3 separate regions of the Mus musculus genome follow, and all the other regions are linked to region 3. A link is a contact called in public HiChIP or PLAC-seq and promoter capture Hi-C data. All regions are on one chromosome and are shown on one strand. The core of a region is the stretch at or near the end of the contact, and the rest is flanking DNA. Distances in the headings are between cores, read along the strand shown.

The links. HiChIP or PLAC-seq counts read pairs in DNA pulled down with a chosen protein or histone mark. Capture Hi-C pulls out chosen DNA fragments and counts their contacts.
Region 1: a promoter capture Hi-C map of pancreatic islet shows a contact between it and region 3. The contact joins the promoter of Ankrd33b here to the promoter of Cmbl in region 3. A contact is called at or near these places in 2 of 484 Hi-C or Micro-C datasets (liver and neutrophils), 1 of 115 datasets of contacts at active chromatin or transcription factors (embryonic stem cells) and 3 of 9 other capture datasets (adipose tissue, liver and pancreatic islet).
Region 2: an H3K27ac HiChIP or PLAC-seq map of extraembryonic endoderm stem cells shows a contact between it and region 3. The contact joins the enhancer-like site here to the promoter of Cmbl in region 3. A contact is called at or near these places in 6 of 39 promoter capture datasets (the 3T3-L1 cell line, the HPC-7 cell line, HPC-7-derived erythroid cells and 2 more), 2 of 484 Hi-C or Micro-C datasets (liver and nephron progenitors), 4 of 115 datasets of contacts at active chromatin or transcription factors (embryonic stem cells, extraembryonic endoderm stem cells, pancreatic cancer cells and 1 more) and 1 of 9 other capture datasets (adipose tissue).

The regions. Positions count from the first base shown.
Region 1 is chr15:31,365,801-31,370,395 of GRCm38.p6, reverse strand. Ankrd33b (ankyrin repeat domain 33B) reads left to right here and starts at 2,637. Exons shown (of 4, transcript NM_001164441.1): 1 at 2,637-3,357. The coding sequence starts at 3,004.
Region 2 is chr15:31,341,804-31,346,137 of GRCm38.p6, reverse strand. All of the region lies in intron 1 of Ankrd33b (ankyrin repeat domain 33B), which reads left to right. Among named protein-coding and RNA genes, the nearest start is that of Ankrd33b, 24 kb to the left of the region's middle. Within about 2 kb of position 2,362, at least 112 of the 459 cell types and tissues checked have an H3K27ac peak or open chromatin away from gene starts, as enhancers often do. A contact at or near this core is called in adipose tissue, extraembryonic endoderm stem cells and liver, where this site is marked.
Region 3 is chr15:31,567,082-31,571,579 of GRCm38.p6, reverse strand. Cmbl (carboxymethylenebutenolidase-like (Pseudomonas)) reads right to left here and starts at 2,747. Exons shown (of 6, transcript NM_181588.4): 1 at 2,641-2,747.

The sequences.
Region 1 (4,595 bases), core at 1,388-3,887, 200 kb after region 3:
TTAGAGGCAAGGCAAGGGCCTCCACTGAGCCATCCCACCAGCCTAGCAATATTAACTCTGAGAAGCCTGATGCAGAAGCGTACCCAAGGTAGTGCTGAAAATAAAAATACTTTACTGTTGTAAAGACAAATTATTAAACCATGTGGACAAAGTGACACGTATATATTATAGACATATCACCTTTAAAACATATAGATAATTCATTGAATAGACACAACTTCTCACAATGATATTGATTTAAAAATGAGCCTTTGTCTATCTGATGCTTTGGTAAGATGTTGTCTCCTTGTCACATAGATTCTGTTCACATAATAGTATCAGATTTCCAAAAAATAAAAAACCAAAAGATTAAATCTTTCTTTCTTTCCCTCTATGGACATGCATATGCCTCATTTTGATTTTTGTTTCTCTTCTTCCCCTTCTCAAAGGTGAGAGACCTACTACTGCTGTGGGAAAGGAGTGTGCGAATATCATACACATACACGCAATTGTTTTTGAGACTGAGTCTTACTGTAGCCCAGGCTGGCTTCACGTTTGCTGAGTAGCTGAACACTAAAATGTCTTCTCTTCGGTGCCTTGGGATTACTGGCGCAGTGTCTGCCAGGCTGAATAAAAATATGCTTTTAACGATGAGGTAGGGCTGGGGACAGGGCAAACAGACAGACAAACAAACAAACCCTCTTAGAACTCCTTCGGAGCTATTTATTTATACCTGCTGCTCTTCCAGTGCTGGGGACTAAACCTATACCCTAGGCAGGCTGCAGAGTTATACCCGGTTCCGTTCGTGTTTATCTTTAAATGGCAAATGATTCTCGGTGCTATTTGGACCTAAACTTCTGAGAAAGAAAGAAAAAGGGAAGTAGATAAATAAGCATTCTCCTCCCATCCGTGAAGATAAGCTAGAGCTGGCTTCAGGACAGCTCCTCCCCCATCCTGAGAAACAGCTCTGTCCCCCGAAGCCGTCCCATGGGGTTGAGGATTCTGGTGATGGATTCAGATTTTAACGCAACCCTCTGCCACACTGAGACTCCTCTCAGTGAGGCCAGCCAGCCCTTGCCGCCACCTTGCCACCTTCGCTGTAGCACACACGGTTTAGGGAGCAACTGTCCCTTGTAAATCCCCTGGGTCCCTGTAACAGAAGCTGACCTGGAAAGGGAAATTCCCAGCGGGAATTTATGCAGCTGTGGACAGTTACAGATGGCGAGAGAAGTTGAACAGTGCTTGGGAGTGGGGGGATTTTGGTTTTCAGAAAGAAAGCCCCGGTACACCAGATCCTCCCACAACCTCAGTGTGACTGGCCCAGTGCGGGTGGCTCTAGGCACCCTAGAACTCTGGAAAGTCTTTCAGCCTGCAGTGCCTGTTTTTTGTTGTTGTTGTTGTTGGTGGTTTGTTTGTTTGTTTTTTTGTTGTGTTTTGTTTTGAGACAGCCCTGGCTGTCCTGGAACTCACTCTGTAGACCAGGCTGGCCTCGAACTCAGAAATCCGCTTGCCCCTGCCTCCCAATTGCTGGGATTAAAGGCTTGTGCCATCACTGCCTGCCGGCTCCAGTGCCCATTTGGAGTATACTGCACGAGGTTTCCCACTATGCCCTTTGGCTTGCCCACCCACATCCAGGTCCTTGTGTCTTGTCTCCAGGATCTTAGTCGTGTTCCCCTTTGGGCCTCCCACGGGCTGACGTGCCTGGTAGGCTCGCTGTCAGGATGGGTAGAAATGAAGAGGAGGCAGTGGGGTGAGAGAGAAGTGAGGGGTTTCTTGCTGCCTCATGAGACACAGCTGGGATATACAAGTTTTCCTCTAGAACAGGGCCATGCCACCTCCTCCTCTTTATAGTGAGGGGGGCTCCAAGTGATAAATTCATCCACACACTTCCGACAACTCAACATGGCCAGTAATCTCGATTTCCGAAATGTTTGTTTCTAGTCCTGGGATCAAAGCTGGTCGGTCTCCAGCCTTCTCTGGTTCATCTTCCATGACCCGTTACCACCCTCTCCCCTCTGCCAAGTGACAATAGTCAGGAGTTGGGGAGAGTAGAGCCCTCTCACGGCTCTGACCAGGTGCTGTCTCTCTTCACCCCGTCATCCTCCCTGCGGTTCCTGATCACTTTTCCATCTCCCTAAGATTTTTTTCCTATCAACCTGCCAGTCACAGCCGGCTTGGGTGACTTGGAGACTCTGCAGACCCTGTCTTCCTTTCAAGTTAGCCCCTCTCTCCCCAAATCAGCCTCGGGTCCTTATTTGGATCAGGATCGTCACTAGGACAGGTTCTCCCCAAGATGGAATTTCCTCCTAAGTGGACAGCTCCACCATTCGCCCCGAGCGGACGCTTTTCCACTCTCCAAGAGAGTTTTCAGGGAGTCCCAGGACTGCAACTGGTCAGAACTAGGACTGCCCGAGAGGTGACGGTCTTGCGGCTGCCCCTCTCCTTCGGCCCTGGGGCGGATTACGGTCCTCAGTGGGGAGTGGGAAAGGGGCGAGCCTCCTGGTGCGGGTACTTTCCGACGCTGGAAACTTGCTTAGCCTTTGGCGTCTCCGGACTCCATCTCCGCCCGGGCCCCCAGGGAGCAGCCCTTGGCGGGGCGGGGCGCCTGCTGTCCCTCACGCTAGCTTTCAGCCTCTCGAGTTACAGCTTCAGGATCTCCCGAACAAGCCTTTCCCTGCTCGGGACAAAGTGGCCGTGTGGTGGTGGCACGGTTTGGAGAGGATCTCTGATGCTCCCGGGACTCTAACCGGGAAGGCGCCCCGCCCGCTGCCTCGCTTTCACCCCGCCCGGCGGGGCAGGGAAAGCCCCCGGCGGCTCCTCCCACCCAAGGGGCTTTTCTCCAGTCGCCAGTGACTTTGCACCGGGAGCGCAGCCGCCTGGAGCTGCTTTCTGCCAGGCTGGAGCGCGCGGGGCTCCTGCTCTTCTGCGAACGCAGGGGCCAAGGGTCGGTGACCTCCGGGCGCGCCCCGTTTTCGTGTCCCCTAATTCGAGCCCCAGCCCCCGGCCCGCGCCTTGGCCTCCAGCATGGTGCTGCTGGCTGGGCCCGGGCCGGAGGGCGGCGGGACACGCTGCTTGTCCCCGCAGTCGCCGACGCCACCCCGTAGCGAGCAGACAGGAGAAGACCCAGCGGACTACGAGGAGTACGAAGACTTCTCTAGTCTGCCGGACACCCGCAGCATCGCATCGGACGATTCCTTCTACCCTCCCGGAGGCGAGGAAGAGTACGGCTCGGTGAGCGCGGAGAGCGTCCCGGAGGGCGTCCCTGAGGCGGCGACCCTCCTGCGCGCCGCCTGCGCCAACGACGTGGGGTTGCTGCGGGCGCTAGTGCGGCGCGGGCCGAGTTCCGAGGAGGTACGGGAGACTGACCGCAACGGCCGGGTAAGTCCCGACAGGGTTTGGGTTCCCTCCGCTCTTCTCCCTTGCCCGCATTTCCTTGTCACTCCAATCCTGGATCAACTGCCGCTCAGAGCACCCTTTCCTTCCTGTGAGGCAATTGGGACCCCATTTGCCGAGCGGGCAGAGATGGTCCAGCCCGGCTTCCTACTTCATCCAGGACCCTTTACCGCCCCGGTATCCCCGAATTCTCCCCAGAGGAAGAATTCTCCGCGCTGGAAATGTGGTGACATCTGAGATGTGTGTGTGTGTGTGTGTGTGTGTGTGTGTGTGTGTGTGTGTGTGGTGTCCCTTCCACTCAGTGCCCCTCTGACTGTTACCTTTCCCCAGGCACCAGGTAGGCAATGGTCTCTACTCACTTTCAGGGGACATTTTCCTACCCCCATCCGCATTTGTCCGCTCTGCCTCTCCCGCTGTCTTTGCCTAACACGTTGGATTAGGATTTGGAAGCTACAGTTCCTTTCATTACCTAAACCGCCCTGGCTTTTTACGTGCTTTTCCTAGTGGCCCGCGCGGCGACCAGCCAGCTTTATGTGCGGTCACCGCTCGGGTCGAAGCCAATGAGCCTTCACAGCCACGCTTCAGGCAGGCCGGGTGCTGCGCAGCTCAGTAGGGGCACACTCCAGGGTCAGCACGCGGGGAAGTAAGGAGGCAGTCTCCGTTTATTACGCCAAGATTCAGAGATAGTAAGAAAGTTTAAAAAAAAAGTTGGAGAGCTGTTTCCACTGACTAGTAAATGGGAAAGTGACCGCTGTGGCCGTGTCCCCATTAGTCTCTGCTGGGCGGACAAACAACCTCACCTGATTTCCATGTTCCCAGAGGCCCCGTGGTTTTTTTGCAGACTCAGCTTTGAACAAATTAGGGACGCCCGTGCTTCTGCTTGGGAGTCACAGCTGACGGAAAATATGGTGACCCCGTGCCTTTGGCTTATCCTGGGGGCTGTATATGCGCAATGTTTTGTGCCTGATTGCAGTCTGGGTCAGGCTTAGGCAAGGGTGAAGCCAGGGTGTCACTTTCTGCTTTCGATAACCCGACATTGAACTTGGAGGAATGTTTTGTGCTTGTGATGTGACAGGGAGATGGGTCTGGTGAGGTCAGCACCACCTTGGTGCCCGCGGTGGCTGTTCCAGCTGGCATGCAGCGGGAGGAGAGGCTCAGGGGGCTATTGCTCTGCTCCACTTTCAGTTTAAGTAAGCGACTTTTCTGGGTTAGGCGCTGGCGTT
Region 2 (4,334 bases), core at 1,113-3,612, 230 kb after region 3:
TAGCAGCAAGGGAATGCTGTATTTAAGTGTGTCTAGTACACTTACATATGTATGTATTTCATTCTTTCTGTGCTCCCCAAATGCTTGTCTTTTGATTAATAAAATGTTTTAGGATGTATGTATATATGTACATACATACACCTTTATTTTTGTCCTTAATTTTTTATGTTCGTTCTTTTGTTTTTGTGGGAAGGGCCAGCATGCAAGCCATGGCATGTGTGTATGTGTGTGTGTGTGTGTGTGTGTGTGTGTGTGTGTGTGTGTAGGTCAGAGGAAAACCTGCAGCCACTCCATTCTATTTTTATATCCTATGGATCCTGGAGATGGAACTTTAGTGGCCAGCCTTGGCAGCAAGCGCTCTTTGAGGAACCGTTTTCCTGGGCTCCTTAAATCCCACCCCTTCCACCCCCCCTGCTTTGTGTTCTGAGGCAAGGTTTTACTCTGTAGTCCCTGCTGGTCCAGAAATTACCACGTAGCCCGGACTGGGCTTTAAAGCACAGTGCAGCTTGTCAAATGTTAGGATTTGAGGCATGAGTTCCCATGCTCGGTGAGTGTGTGTGGCGGGTGGGCCCGTCGAGACGTGTTGTCGATTTTTATCTTGGGCTACCCTTAAGATCTCAATCTGCTGCCTCCTGCTGAGGTCTGGGTTTGCAGGCGAGTGCCACCACCACACCTTGCTTGGTTATTAACTTGCCCAACAAAGTTGTTTGTGTATTCTTTCCATTATCCTGGCATTTCTTTAATGCTTAACTGCTAAGGACAAAGGGTTATCTCTGGTTCGTCTGCTCTACCTGTATCCCCATGATTTGTATTCTCACTCCCGTGTTTTGTTTTCCGCTCTTATTTTGCTGAAGTATCAGACACACACATTTAGAAAACCATTTAGAAGCCCGAGAGCTTGCAACGAATTGTGGTGGTTTTCTCCCCAGACCGCTTGCCTGGCGGCTGCCCAGAGTGATGGATCACTTTCCACCCTATTCGCTTCCACTTTCATTCCATCTGGCCGGGACCGGCGCTCTTCTGGCTGGGAACTTGCTCACTCATGATGAGTCTTGATTTATCAGTTCAGGGTGATGTTCACGACTCACTGTTGTGGCAGATGGAGATTTTTGTTCCTATCCCTCATTTTCCTCCTTTTGAGTCAGACCTAGCCAGCCATCTGCATCATTTGCATGTATTATTCTCATTCCTTGTATGGCGGGCATGCTTGCGTGCGTGCGTGCTTGCGTGAGTGCGTAGGTGCGTACGTGGGTGCCTGCGTGCTTGCGTGCTTGCGTATTTGGAACAGGTTTTCACTCTGTAGCCCAGGTTGGCCTCAAACTTGAGCTCCGCTGGCCTCAGATTGTAGATGTCTACCACCATGCCCACCCTTGCCTGTTTTATTTTGACCTCAGCTCCATACCTTTCACTTCTGGCTCTTGTTTCTCAGCTTTTCCTCGCGCCCCCAGCCCCCTCACTACCCACTTCTCCTTCTGTCTTCAATTCTTTCTGCAGACAAGATTAATGGCATTTTCTTGACTTTGTAACTATACTATGATCTCAACTTTCTAGTTTGATTTCACAAACTGAAAATGAGTAAATTTGTGTTGTCATTTTGTACTGTTGTTGTAACGCAGAATTGACTTGGTGAAGCGTCACCTGGTGAGACAGGATCACTCTTCTTTCAGTGTGGTGACTTGTTTTACGCTATCTCGGCCTATCTTTTTACTCCGTCTTTATCCGTTTTTGGTGGTGAAGCCTTAGCTATTTATTAACTTATTATTCTTTACAAAACAAAAAGCAAAACTAGTGTTCCCCAGCCCCACCCTGGCAGCTTCCTTTAGGCACTGCTCCAGGTATTAGGAACCAATACTCTGAGGCATATGATCAACCTCCATGCATCTGAGTCTAGAGGGATCTAAGGGGCAAGCGCACTAAGTGTTGCAGCTGCAGCCAAGGTGACTCTGAGCAGCCGGAAGGAGGTGACAAGGGTCTCTCAGTAAGTCACAGACGGCAAGCGTTCTTCTACTGTCTGCTTGTGGGTGAATGATTCTTGCATAAAATTCTCTACATCGTGAGGATCTTAGCTTAAACGATTGGCCTGGAACTTCCTGAGCCCCGCTGCCTCCCAGCGCTACATCTAGAATCCTAAGCTCTGGGATGGCTTCTTCCTGATCTTGTTGTGGCATCTCTTTAAAGATTTGTTTATTTACTGTGTGCACGTGTGTGTGCTAGTCATGGCGCTTAGGTGAAGGTCAGAGGACAACTCAGGTCAGCAGACTTGGCAGCAAGCCCTTTAAGCCGCTGAACCCTGGAATCCCTGCTGCTGTGCATTGCCCCATGGCCTCCTCTTCATTTTCCTTTAGTCGGTTTAAAGCAGCAGCAAACATTTGCAAAGTGTTTGCTCTGTGTGTTTGCTTAGTCAGCTGCATTGTCCCTCTTGGTATGAGCTCACCCAGCCTTCCGGTCGCTGGAAGAAGAAAAGGTACCCAAATGACAAGGGCTTTCAGTACAGGCCTGCATGGCACAGTCAGATTTTATTTTAGGTTTTGCAAGTGTGCCAAACAAATACCTACTTTTACAACAGGTGCCACTGATGGGGTGCGACTGAGGCTGACAGGACCCCACTTCCCTCCAGGGATGGAAGCTGCAGGATGGCCCCTTTCTTTCTTTATACCTGTCAAGTAAATTGCTGTTTGTGTGTGTGTGTGTGTGTGTGTGTGTGTGTGTGCGCGTGTGTGTATAACTAGTGTTCATCTTTTTTGGTTTATTTTATGCATAACTGATATCCTTCTATATATTTGAGCTGATCAGTTTATATCTACTTGGGTTTGATATTTATATTACCCACGAGGAAAAAGAAATGTCTTTGATTAAAGAAACAGGGTACAATGTTTTGGATGTCTACTAGAAACTTAGTAAAATTCCTAGGGTCTAAATCACTTTCTCTCTCACAAGATCTTTTTACAAAGCTTGGAATCTGCATATTGATACAAAGAAAGAGTAAAAGCAGCTGTCAGATGCAGCCCTGTGAGATAATGAGAGAAACACACCTGCCTCCAGGTTTGCAGCGAGGGAAGTCTCAGTTACTCCCCAATAGCTTTACCAGGGTACTCAGGGAGCAGGTGTGTCCACTCAGTTAATGCTCTTGAAAGAGTTGGGATTCCTGGCTTCTTTCTGGGCCAGTCTCTCAACTCCCTTGTGTCTCCAGCTCAGGCCCCCCATCTTACTCACCTTGAGACCCCAGATTCTATCCCCTGCTGCCTCCTCCAGTCACCCTCCACCCTGGCACACACCTGACTCTGACAGACTACCAGCAGTTGTGCCAGCAGTCCTATGAAGTCATCTGTACCCACTCTGTGTGCTCCCCGTGCTGATCTCACCCAGTCTTAGCCGCTCTGGGTTCCTAGAATCCGGTTGTGTGAACTCCTTTCCTGTCTCCTCATTTTCTGCCAAGAAGTCATTCTTTTTGGCTTCCTGCCTTACATTGCTCAATAGAAGAACCATCTCTAGGGACGTCAGGAGCCCTCACATTCCCTGTGACTCCCCAAGATCTTCCAGAGCTCGTGCGCATGAGTTACTGCACTGAAAGGACTTATAAACACAGGATTGAAATTGCTTTTCAAAACTGCTGTCGTTAGACGTGCCCTCCCTCACTGAGGCATGAGAAACAGAGTTTGCAGGCCACAGGGAAGAGAACTGCTGCTCCCACTGAGAAGGGAACCCCCCCCCCCCCATAGTTCTGAGGTAGTCACTCACCATTTGGTCTGACAGCTTTGTTCTTGGAGGGGACATCTAGACAAATTACCTGTCATTGTCACCCGGCTGTCACCCCTGTGAACCACATGAGAGCTGCTCATCACCAGTGAGTCAGTTTCCTGAGACCTGAGTCCTGGTCCTTGAATGGGAGGGGCTATAGAGAAGGCCTAAGCTACAATGGGGGACTCAGCAGCAGGAGCTGAGCCATGGTCTGGAATGGGTGTTTCCTAAGTGGGAAATGGGGCAAGGGTGACACCCTGAGCATGATGGGAGTCAGGGGAGGAAGTCAGAAGGCAGTACTGGCCTTGTGCTGGGTTGGGGAGGGGTGCTGGTTTCAGACTGGATGGGTCCTACTCCCACAGTTCAGAAGTCTGGAAGTCAGGAATCCAGGAGATGGCAGAGCCATGCTCCCTGTCTCTGATGTGTGGCTTTTGTGCCTCTTCTTGTCCCTCGCATAGCCAGGCACTCCTGGGTGTATAATGATATTGCTCTAAGCATAACCCCCATTTTCATGTACTCTTTTCTCTGTCTCCTGGGTGGCCCCTTAAGATCTTTAGATTTTTATCCACAAGTGTACTATTTCCAAATAAGATCAC
Region 3 (4,498 bases), core at 1,498-3,997:
AAAAAAGCCTACCATATTCCTCCCAGGCCTTTGCCCTTCCTACAGAGATAACATGGACATGCCAGGATATCCCTCCATGCCCTTGCTTTCGGGTATTTTCACTTAGAATAGTTTATGCCGTTCTTTCTAGAAGGCCACCTTGTGGAAGAACATTCTGCACTCTGATATGTCCATAGTCCACGGTACGTTCACACCTGGGGTGACAGGAGAGAAAGGGGGGAGATGCTGTAACTGACTGGAGTATGAGCCCTCAAGAAGGTGAGAGGAAGTTCACACGGATACAAACTTTCTTCTCGATGGAAGCGGGAAGGGGATTGATTATAACAGGCAGGAGGACACTGTTTGGAAATCTCCCATCCTAACCAATAACCCGTGACCTACAAAGAATTGCAAAATTCAGATCCATGGGAGAGAGCCAGGGAGTGAGCCACAGAGGGAGGGCACTCTGCGAGGAAGCGTGGTTTCTTCTGCACAGTATCGGGTCCTTCGTGGGAGTGGTGGGGTTCCTGTTCCTCTTGACTTGGGGCAGGCTCATTAACTGTGTGTTTGAGGCTACACATACCCTTAGAGCAAGTCCATAATCCCCACTGGCAGAGCCTCCTAAAGTCAGGGAACTTGTTGTGGGACCATTGCCCTAAGAACAACATCCTGATGATAATGTCTGGCCAGGACGATGGCTATTGGCACAAAGTACTAGATTCCCCATAATTGTTCATGGGAGACACTGCAAATTTATCAGTCACAGGCTTTTTCCTGTAGTAGGGCATTTGTTGCTCCTACCAGCCTGCCCCCCTCAGGCAAATCTCTCTATAAATGACAAGGCAAAGGACAATGTGGGCTGGGGTCATTCAGTTGGTGGAGAGAGTGCTCATCTGGCATGCATGAAGCCCTGGATTCAATCGCCAGACCTCAAATACAGCATGGTGGCACGGACCTGTAATCTGATCACTGAGGAGGTAAAAGGCAAAAGTTCAGGGTTGCCCTTGGCTACACAAGGAGCTTGAGCACAACCTACATTCCTGTTGTAGGTGTGATGGGCAAATTTCAAGGGCCACCTCACCTCCTCCAAGGGCCACCTCACCTCCTCCAAGGGCCACCTCACCTCCACCAAGGGCCACCTCATCCCCTTCAAGGGCCACCTCACCTCCACCAAGGGCTCCCTCATCCCCTCCAAGGGTTTTCCATGTCTCCTTTGTCATAGGTGTCATAGACACCTTCCTGGGGTCTTCCCTTGCTGGATCTAAGTCTGCTCTTTGTGACATCTTTCTCGAATCAGCTAGAACATCAGTCCCCTCTGTCGTGACTACCATAAACCCTCGGCTGTTTACACCTGGATGAATGTTCACCTTTTGTGGAAGGCTGTCTTTTAGGAGCAAAACTCTATCACTTTCCCTGCCCCCTGGAAGTCAGACACAGCAAGAAAGCATGTCTCAGAGTACAGATTTCCTGATTTAAAGCTCTGAGGATTGGTGTAGCTCAGAAGTCAGATCACACAATGAACTTGTCCAAAAGAAGTATATATATATAGAGATAGATAGATAGATAGATAGATAGAGAGCCTTAACAAGCTCAGAGTGCACAAACAAGATTGCAGCAGGAAGTACCTGCAAAAAGGAGTCACAGACATGGGCTCAGAGTACAAGGGCAAGTTTGATCCTGTAGAAAGCTGGTGTTTAAGGAGGGAGGGGCTGGCAGCCTGCCAGGTTAAAGGTTGTAGAAACTTCACTGCGCCTGATTTTGTGTCCTGCCCTGAGGAAGGCAGAGCCAACTCCTAGCCTTGAGTGATTCTGCTGTTCCCTCCCCCAAGTACTTAGTTTTCCTGACCATGTGCACGGTCTGCAGCAGGTCCACGGTTTGGACAGCGTTAGATAGAAAACTAGACCTAAGCGGCACATAGAGACCTCTTTAATCATGCCAATCACTGCCATGCCTTTGGTCTGTTCTCTCTGTTGCAGGCCCAGCAGGCTGTCCCGTGGTGTGTGTGTGCCCAGGGCTCCATTCTGACTACCTTGTTTTAAACGGACTCTGGGGACAACAGGTGTCCTTTTCTGTCAGCAAGTGGATATAAACTGCATCGGCCAGTCTCTTTAGGACCTGGGCCAACCCCAGTGGCCATGGAGTGTAAAACCACACTGTCTTGGCAAGATCCACCCACCATCTAGGATGTCATATTCTTATATGACAGCCTGTCTTTGCTTCTATCCACCCAGAAGAACTGTTGCCAGACGTGGGTACTGAGTTTAATGCAAATATGCTCAGTTTGTTCATGATTCCATCTTCACAAAACAACAACAACAACAACAACAACAACAACAATATAATCAAAATGCCCAGCCTAAAAATAGTATTTAAGGTCAGGGAAGAAGGGTTCTTCTCAGGGACGTGAGTTTGACTACAAACTCTCAGCTGTTTTTAAAAGCAAACATCTGAATACCTACAGAAAAATATCCTCAGAAGTCAAGGGTGGGCACCTAGGGCTGGCTGTGGTCCTTGCCATTTTTGCCAGGACAGTATATATGGCAGCTCATTTTGGAAAATGATCCTGGAAGCGCCTCACATCTGCACCAGCAAAAGCCCTTTTCCTGCAAAGCCACAGGCAAGGTCCAGCAGGTTTGTCTGTCCCCAGCGACCAGCACCTACCTTGTCTAATGGTGAAGAGCAAGTCAGCAGGAGGCAGACGCCCTGGAGCTGACCCGGTAGGGAGGGACATGCAGAAGAAGGGAGGAGTCTCAGTCTGCACGGGAAGTGGACACTGCTGTGGCAGTGTCCTGCATTCCCGGGAAAAGCCGGGGGAGGGGCAGGTCCGCAAGGACCGCGAGAAGGGGCTGGATCCTGGCTCCCGGATGGAAGCAAGAAGGCAGGGTAGGAAGAGTGGTGATAGGAGGGAAACAGAGGCCTAAAGAGGCAGGGAATGAGCCTGGCACTCTGCCCTGGGCCTGTCTACTGGGACGCATACTTCTCTGTGGTCAATCACAATCGGGCTATTTCAAGCACTAAGCTACTACATTTGTGTATTTACCCCAACTTACATATAATCTTCTTGTGGCTTGGGTGGTTTGTCTGTGAGGAAGGAAAGTAGTGAAAGAAAACGTTGAGAAAAGAAGATGGAGGCATCGCCCAGGGAAGAGCAATGAAACCAGTGTTAATTTTCCGGTGCTGTCTCTTGAAGATGTGGGTGCTGGCTCAAGGCCTAGCTCTGGGCAGCGCTTGTCCTCAGGGCAAACCAATAACATAAACCGTGCCTTTGCTGAGAAAGATGGATGAAATCTAAAGCCCACGAGCTCCGTTAAAAGTCTCAGGTGGGACAGGATTGCTCTCCCTGTTTCTGAAACTGTCAAAAAATGCATACAATGGAGTGGGGAAGCTGCCTCTTAGTGTTCCACAAAAGCAAAACATTTTCTCTAAGATGGAGAGGTGGGGGTTTTTTTCTGGTTTTTTTTTTTTTCTTCTTCTTCTGTTGTCTTGTTGTTTGTTTTGGTGCTTGTGAGGGAGGCTCAGTTGTGTTTTTGTTTTCACTTATTTTTTAACTTTTAAAATGTATTTATTTGTATTTTTATGTATATCGGTACATTGGTGTTCTGCCTACATGCGTGTTCACGTGAGTGTAGACAGTTGTGAGCTGCCGTGTGGGTGCTGGGAATTGAACCCAGGTACTTTGGAAGAACAGCCAGTGCTTTTAACCACTGAGCCATCTCTCCAAGCCCCTATTTTTTTTGTTTCATTTTATGTATATGGTCTCTTGCCTGCATGTATGTCAGCATGACTGGTGTCACCTGAGACCAGAGAGGGAAGTGGACCCCTGGAATTGAAGCTACACATCCAGATTGAACATGGCCAGCAGAAAAGACCGGGCCATGAGAGGAGAGAGAAAATAGAGTAGGAAGGAAGAGAAGAGAGGAGCAAGGAGGGGCGGGGCAAGAATGGAAAAAGCCAAGAGAGGGGCGGGGCAAAAGAGGAAAAAGCCAAGAGAGGGGCGGGGCAGGAGGGGCGGTGCAAGAGAGGAAAAAGCCAAGAGAACCAAGGGAAAGGGAAAAGAACCAAGAGAGTGCAGAGTCTGTAATGGTGGGGCGACATAGGAAAAGGAAGTTGCGGGAAGGGAAGCAGTCCCTATGATTGAGAGGTTTAGGTAGGGGCTGGGGTGAGAAGAGCCACAAGTACCAGTGAGCCTGGAGGGCTGTGTGTGCTTCGGTATGCTAATAGCCAGCCATTTGCCCTGAGTTTCTTTGGGACCTGACACATGCATGATGTATGTATGTATGTATGTATGTATGTATGTATATATGTATATGCACCATGTGGTTGTCTGATGCTCTCCAAGAGCTGAAGAGGTGTCAGATCCCCTGGACTGCAGTTACAGACTCCAGTTGTGAGCTATCATGTGGGTGTTGGGAACCAAACCTGGGACCTCTGGAAGAGCAGCAGGTGCTCTTAACCACTGAGCTGGTTTCCAGTCCTTTGGTTTTCTTTTTTAAGGAACAGAAATACATACAGTGTATTA